Regions from separate parts of the Gasterosteus aculeatus genome. Here region 1 is linked to region 2. Evidence: chromatin contacts called from public Hi-C data. All regions are on one chromosome and are shown on one strand. The core of a region is the stretch at or near the end of the contact, and the rest is flanking DNA. Distances in the headings are between cores, read along the strand shown.

Evidence for each region. A called contact is a pair of places that touch in the nucleus more often than the background predicts.
Region 1: a contact with region 2 is called in a Hi-C map of liver, with 4 times the contacts expected there. The contact joins the enhancer-like site here to the promoter of midn in region 2. A contact is called at or near these places in 5 of 6 Hi-C or Micro-C datasets (blood and trunk muscle, liver, skeletal muscle and 2 more).

What each region holds. Positions count from the first base shown.
Region 1 is chr8:19,943,029-19,946,084 of fGasAcu3.hap1.1, reverse strand. No RefSeq gene overlaps it. Among protein-coding and RNA genes, the nearest start is that of LOC120823382, 11 kb to the left of the region's middle. Within about 2 kb of position 1,279, at least 4 of the 9 cell types and tissues checked have open chromatin away from gene starts, as enhancers often do. A contact at or near this core is called in liver, where this site is marked.
Region 2 is chr8:19,862,115-19,865,067 of fGasAcu3.hap1.1, reverse strand. midn (midnolin) reads right to left here and starts at 1,701. Exons shown (of 8, transcript XM_040184848.2): 1 at 1,449-1,701. The coding sequence starts at 1,524.

The DNA.
Region 1 (3,056 bases), core at 30-2,529, 81 kb before region 2:
CACACCCCTACGCACCAACGCTGTAACGCAGGTTGCGGTGGGTGTGTCCCCCCCCCCCACCTCCCCCATGACAAGCTGCTGCCATGACAACGGTCGGTCGGGTAAAGCCGTGCGGCATGAGCCTACATGTCGGCTGCTAATGAAATCATCCCTCTTTTCTTCTCTCTGCGGAACAGGAAAAAACGGAGCGAGGCCCCCGTGTCGTGTCCCCTCCCTCCGTACCTCGTCCTCATCATATTTGTTGCCAGGCTGAGCAGGCGTGTGCGTGTGCGTGTGTGTGTGTGTGTGTGTGGAATATGCAACGTGAGCGTCTGCATATTCCAGTCAGGTGTCTGGTGACCCTCAATCAATACGCAATCAATGCACCAGATGTAATTGTTCAGGCGCTGATTGCCTCTCGGAGCTGCTTCACCTGAAATCTGCTCTCCACCGTGCCGGTTGGCAATTTCAATGTGGGGGACGACGGGGGTAAAGGGTTGTGGCGTTGTTGTTTTCGGTGCGTTGCTGCTCCGGGGATCAGGCGGCGTGCGTTTTGAATGTTGCCGTGGATGGATGCGCCTGCACATGCCGACTTCCCGTCCTGATCGTGTGAAGCATCGAGCGTGATTGGCATGCGGGGAGAGAAGACGAGCCCAAAGAAAACTGAAGAACAAAGTGTTTGTCAAATTAGTCGATCACCCCCCCCCCCTCCCTCCTCAAACACTGAACGTATTTGATATGATAATTATGTTTATTTATCTTGCAGCTACTTGCTACGCTAATTAGACTTTAACAAGCGTATTAGGCCGAGGTCTGTATGGGAGGGAGGCTTCCTTGTCATGTTGTAGAAGTTGTATTTTTCTCGTCGAGACGCAATCAGCGAAGAGGAATTGTGCACAGAAACAATCAATCCTCTATGTTTGAATCAGCGGGGCCGAGGGTCCTAAAAAAAAAAGATCACTTTTCTCGCGCGGTAATGAGGTGCTCCCTCATTTAATCACCGCGTCTTTATAAAATATATATATATATATAATTTTTCCTCCTACCGTTGGAGTTCACCCTGCTCTAAATATCTGATGCAGACCGGCTGAATGAGAAGGTACATAGCTGGCATTTAAAAGGAGTCACCACCCCCTCATCTGCCCGCCGCTCATTGTCAGCATCCTGCGTGGCCCATAATGAGAGCGGGCACGCCCAGGCCGTCACACATAGTCTGTGTCCTGGTTAAATGCACAACACCTCTCATCGGGGCGCTATGATTCACTCTGATTCATGCCAGTGTGTCTTCTCTGTGTCCCCACTGATCAGCCGGATGACCGAGGGGAGGAGATAAGGGCTGCATGGAACACGTGTGTGTGTGTGTGTGTGTGTGTGTGTGTGTGTGTGTGTGTGTGTGTGTGTGGGGTGTGTGTGTGTGTGCCAGGCGTGCAAGTGGTAAATTGAACAAAGAGCGGAAGAGATGGAGAGATTGCAAGTGCGCAGCTGAGGTGCTAAATTTGTCTGCCCACTTTGAAGCCCACTTTTACAAAAGGAAGAGAAGAAGAAGAAAAAAAAAAAAAAAAGGCTCACTTGAAGGAGGCAGCGAAGATGAATCAACAATCATTTCTTTCAGAATAACCCTCGGCGGTACATCTGTGATGTGTGTGGCGGCGAGAGTGCGTGTTTCACACGGGCCATTTTGTGCGCAGCGGCAGGTGCAGCTACTTAAAGCCACTACGACGAACTACTGTGATTCTGTGTGGAGTCTGGCGCCCCCTGTGGAGAAAAGCGGTAGTGTCTCCGAGCGCCAGGTTTCCCTCAGATTTTTAGAAACCTCTGATTTTTACAGCGTTGAGGGGGGGGTTGTCAATCTGCCCCCTGGCACACCTGCTTCTGTCTGCCCCTCTCACGCGTACTGCAAAGATGTAAAAGCCAAACCACGAGGCCACAAACGGCCAACGTCGTTCGGCTACTGACTATTTAAACCCGCGTAACTCGCAGGGACCCGTGTGCGCGTTTGTGTCCGTAGGCGCTCTCAGTTCTGTTGCACGCCAGCTCCCAGTGGCCATGTGGGCGTGTGGTGGGTAGCTGGGAGTTACATTAATAGCCAAAGGGCGAGCAGGCAGGGCGGGTGGACACAGACAGGAAGGGGAAATACAGTTTGCTGGTCGCCCACCGCTTCCTGTGCGTCTCCCACGCTCGCGGCCCCCGGAGCCGCCTCCAGAAACCAGTTTGTTTTGCTCGCAGCGCGACGGAGATAACGCAGAGCCCGAAAGGTAAACACTGCGACATGAGGAATGCGTCCACACACAAACCCGGCAGCGGCTTTGTCACCGTAGCTCACGGGCGCCGGGGGGGGGGGGTGGAATGACCTGCCCACGCTGCCCGGCCCTGTCCCCGCTTTCTGCTTACGAACAATAGACGTCTCTTAAAGTGACGAGGCGTCTCAATCTCATCCTGTCACTAAAGGATCTGCGTCCGCTCACAGTGCACACAATGCGCAACGCAACCTTTACCCGGTCTGCAGTGTAGCTTCCCCTTTCGGAGGAAACGGGCGAGTTTGGCAGTATCGAGACGCATCCAGCAGAGGTCCTTCTCGTCAAGTGTTGTCGGCGTCCCCCCCCTTCCCTTCCCGTCTTCAAGCGGTGAACAGGCGCCGAACGGGCGAAGCACGACAACTCAGGTAGTCCAGCGTTTCAGCATCAACAACGCGAGCGAGTGAGAGAATGTTGCCCAGCGCACACCCGCTGCCGCTGACAGATCGGCCAGCGAGGAGCCCCCCGCCCCCCCGGTTTGCAGACACATGCTCTGGTAGGAGGCCCCCCCCCCCCCCTCCCCGCTGCCCTTCTGGGATCCCACATCCCCATTGAACTTTCCACCCACTCACCAAGGAATGCAGGGAGAGGGAGGGGAAGCGGGTGGGGGGGGGGGCGTGAGAGGCCGAGATGGAGGGAGGCACAAAGGGGAAGAGTGAAGAAGAAGGAGAAGAAGAAGAAGAGGAGGAAGGACGGTGTGCCGATAATAAATGTCCCCGGTGACACGTCGGTTTGTGTGGCGCTTGTTGCGAGAACAGGGACGGGAATTCGACAACAAAGGAA
Region 2 (2,953 bases), core at 452-2,951:
CCGGCGGAGACGCGAGTATGTTGTCAGCAAACACGCCACGGACGCTCATTTACGCACACGGGTTCCTTTCCAAAAAACGGGCACGTAAAAATGTAAGAAAAAAAAAAAGAATATAAATTCCTCTCGGTGTTTAGTGAGCTTTTATTTTCGACGGTCCGCGAGCTGCGACGCCTCATACGGTCAGTGGAGAGAGAGGGGGGGGGAGAGAAAGAGAGAGAGAGAGATAGGGGGAGAGAGAGGCTCTCCACTGCGCACTCGTCCCCGCGGCGGCTCCAGTGAAATATCGACGATGAACGTTGTCCACAAAGTATCACACTCGCACCGGCGATAGAAACACGCCCACAGCGCCGACGGCCGCGCCCCCCCCGGGCCAATCACGGCACAGCTCCGTGAGAACGCTGCCGGGTTCAGCCAATGGCGAGGAGGTATCCACACCCACGTGGAGGGCAGGCGAGTTTAGGCCATTCATAATAAATTACGGCGGAGGACGAAAATATGAGCCGCGCGCAGCAGCGGCGCCTAAACTGAGGCCCGCGGTCCTTTAAAAAACTCGCTCGCTGTTAATTATTATTTCTAAGGAAGTCGATCCATTAGGTCCGGCGTAATGACTAACCAGTGAATGCTATGGTTATGGTTATATGCCATATATTACCAGGATGCCTGTAAACTGATAGTAGGCTGCACAGCAGGCCAGAAGCACACACAGAGGTTGGCATTTAAAAGGGGAAATAATATGCGTGCATATGAAACACGCACCGTAGATGTTTTTCTCTTGATCCTGGATAAAAACGTTGTACAGGAACATAGACGTGTACAAAGGGACGGATTGGTGATCGTTCCCAAATTGTGTCTAAAAAGAGTGCTAGGGGCTCTAACGTGGTAAAGGAGATACTCGGTCGCCACCCAGCGGCCAAATGAGGAACTTCGACAATAAAACAACTTGCAAGTTTTTGCAACTTTTGCACAATGCAATTCGGACATTACAGCAAACATTTCACCCGTCAGAAATATGACTCATTTTTTCTTCCGAGCAAAGCCATAAAATGAGCATATTATACTCTGGGCATGTTGTCCCCGCTGCGGTTCCATGTAATAAAGGTCGTTATTGCGCTGCTAAAAACAGCGGACATCAGCAACGACTTACTGTCACACACACTAAAGATAATTTACAGTAACGGTGACATTCTCCCGTCGTCGATACCGGGCCTTATTAAGCTAATCATGTCCACGACATTTACATGGAAGGTGGCTCATCCAATCACTCGACAACGCGCTTTTATCGATCCGCGATTGACTGCTGGTCTCCTAATCAATTTCCTAACCCACTGACACGATACCGCGGACGGGTAACGCGGTTAACCGGTTCAAATGAACACATACACACACGCACACGCGATGACAGCAAAATGAAACAAAATGAACTGGATTTCATATTTAAACGCACTTACCAATTATCGTGGCGATAACTTTAAAGCTCCGCGCGAAAGTGTGTCGTGTTGCGGTGTGTTTCCCCAGCTTTGGCATGTAAACATAAACAACCAGCGGTGACAGAAACAAACCAAAAAAACCGAAGAAAGATCTCTGCGATAAATCCAAACACTCGAATATCCACCGTGCGGTTACGGTCCTGTGCGCTGTGTGCGCGCCGGTGTGCGTCTCGGTTGTGAGCTGCGCACGGGAAGGTGAGACACTTCTTTCATGTAGTCCTCTCGGATGGGGGCGGGGACTAATGCCTCTCGTTATGTCAGCATTCCATTTAAGGTGGCCACGCTTCTATCACGGTGGGGGGGGGGTGGTGACACCTCCGAGAAGCAATAGATACAGATGAACTCCCGAAACTGTGCCAATGCGCCCCCGGCTCTCCGCGCGGGGGCCCTGCTGATGGTGTTGGAGGGGGGGGGGGGGGGGGAATCTAAAAGGCGACCCCCCCCCCTCCCTCCCCCTGCACCCGCCGGTGTTGTTTTCTACTACCTTAACAGACGGTGTGCGGTGTGAGGGGCGTGGCCATCCCTGACGACATAAAGGGGGGGGGGGGGGGGGGGGGGGGAAACGTCACCGAGCAACAGCGCAGGTAAACAGGCTCCATGGAGACGGAAACGTCCGATCGGTAAACAAAACGTTTGGTTGCAGTTTGTGTTTTCGGGGAAACTCTGAAAACGCCTCTGACAACAAACGGGAATGTTTATAGAGATTATTATTTTTTTATTATTATTATTATTATTATTAATTATGACCAAAAATTATTATTATTGCAGTAAATTATAAAACATGTTATAATGACTTATAAAGAAAATAATCCATAATATTTAAATTAGTTTTATTCACTCTAACTGCATAATCACATATTGCATTGTAACATGATGCATTAAAATAAAAAGTACAATGTTGCAATTATCCCATAAATGTCGAACAGCAATGTCAGTGAGTTACAAGTGACACTTGACTTAAAAAGTAATTATACAATGTGTTATGACTATTGGCGCAGTTCATTATCATTTCATTTTGGCGTTACGATCAGTGCCATTGGCCCGTCATGCGGCTTTACTTGCGCGTTTCAGAGCGCGTCGCTGACGCCGCCGACATCACACCGGCAGCGTTGCCATCGCGTCCATGTAACTCTGATGTGTGATAATCATCACCGTGTGGTTCACCTCAAGGACAAGAGGGATGTTGTGCAACGCATGTCACCAGGCACCGGGCGAGAACTCCCCCCCCCCCCCAACGTCCTCCCACCTCCAGGACCAGCACTCTCTGTCTTGATTACAGAGACACACAATGTGCAGTGGACGCGTGTTATCAGGCTGCCTGAGAACTGAATCCTCCTTGTGTGTGTGTGTGTGTGTGTGTGTGTGTGTGTGTGTGTGTGTGTACGTGACAGAAAGCAGAGTGTGTTCGAAAAGAAACATCTCCCAGAGACTCCACGAGCGAGCGGACAAAGGTTCCCATCTTTGCC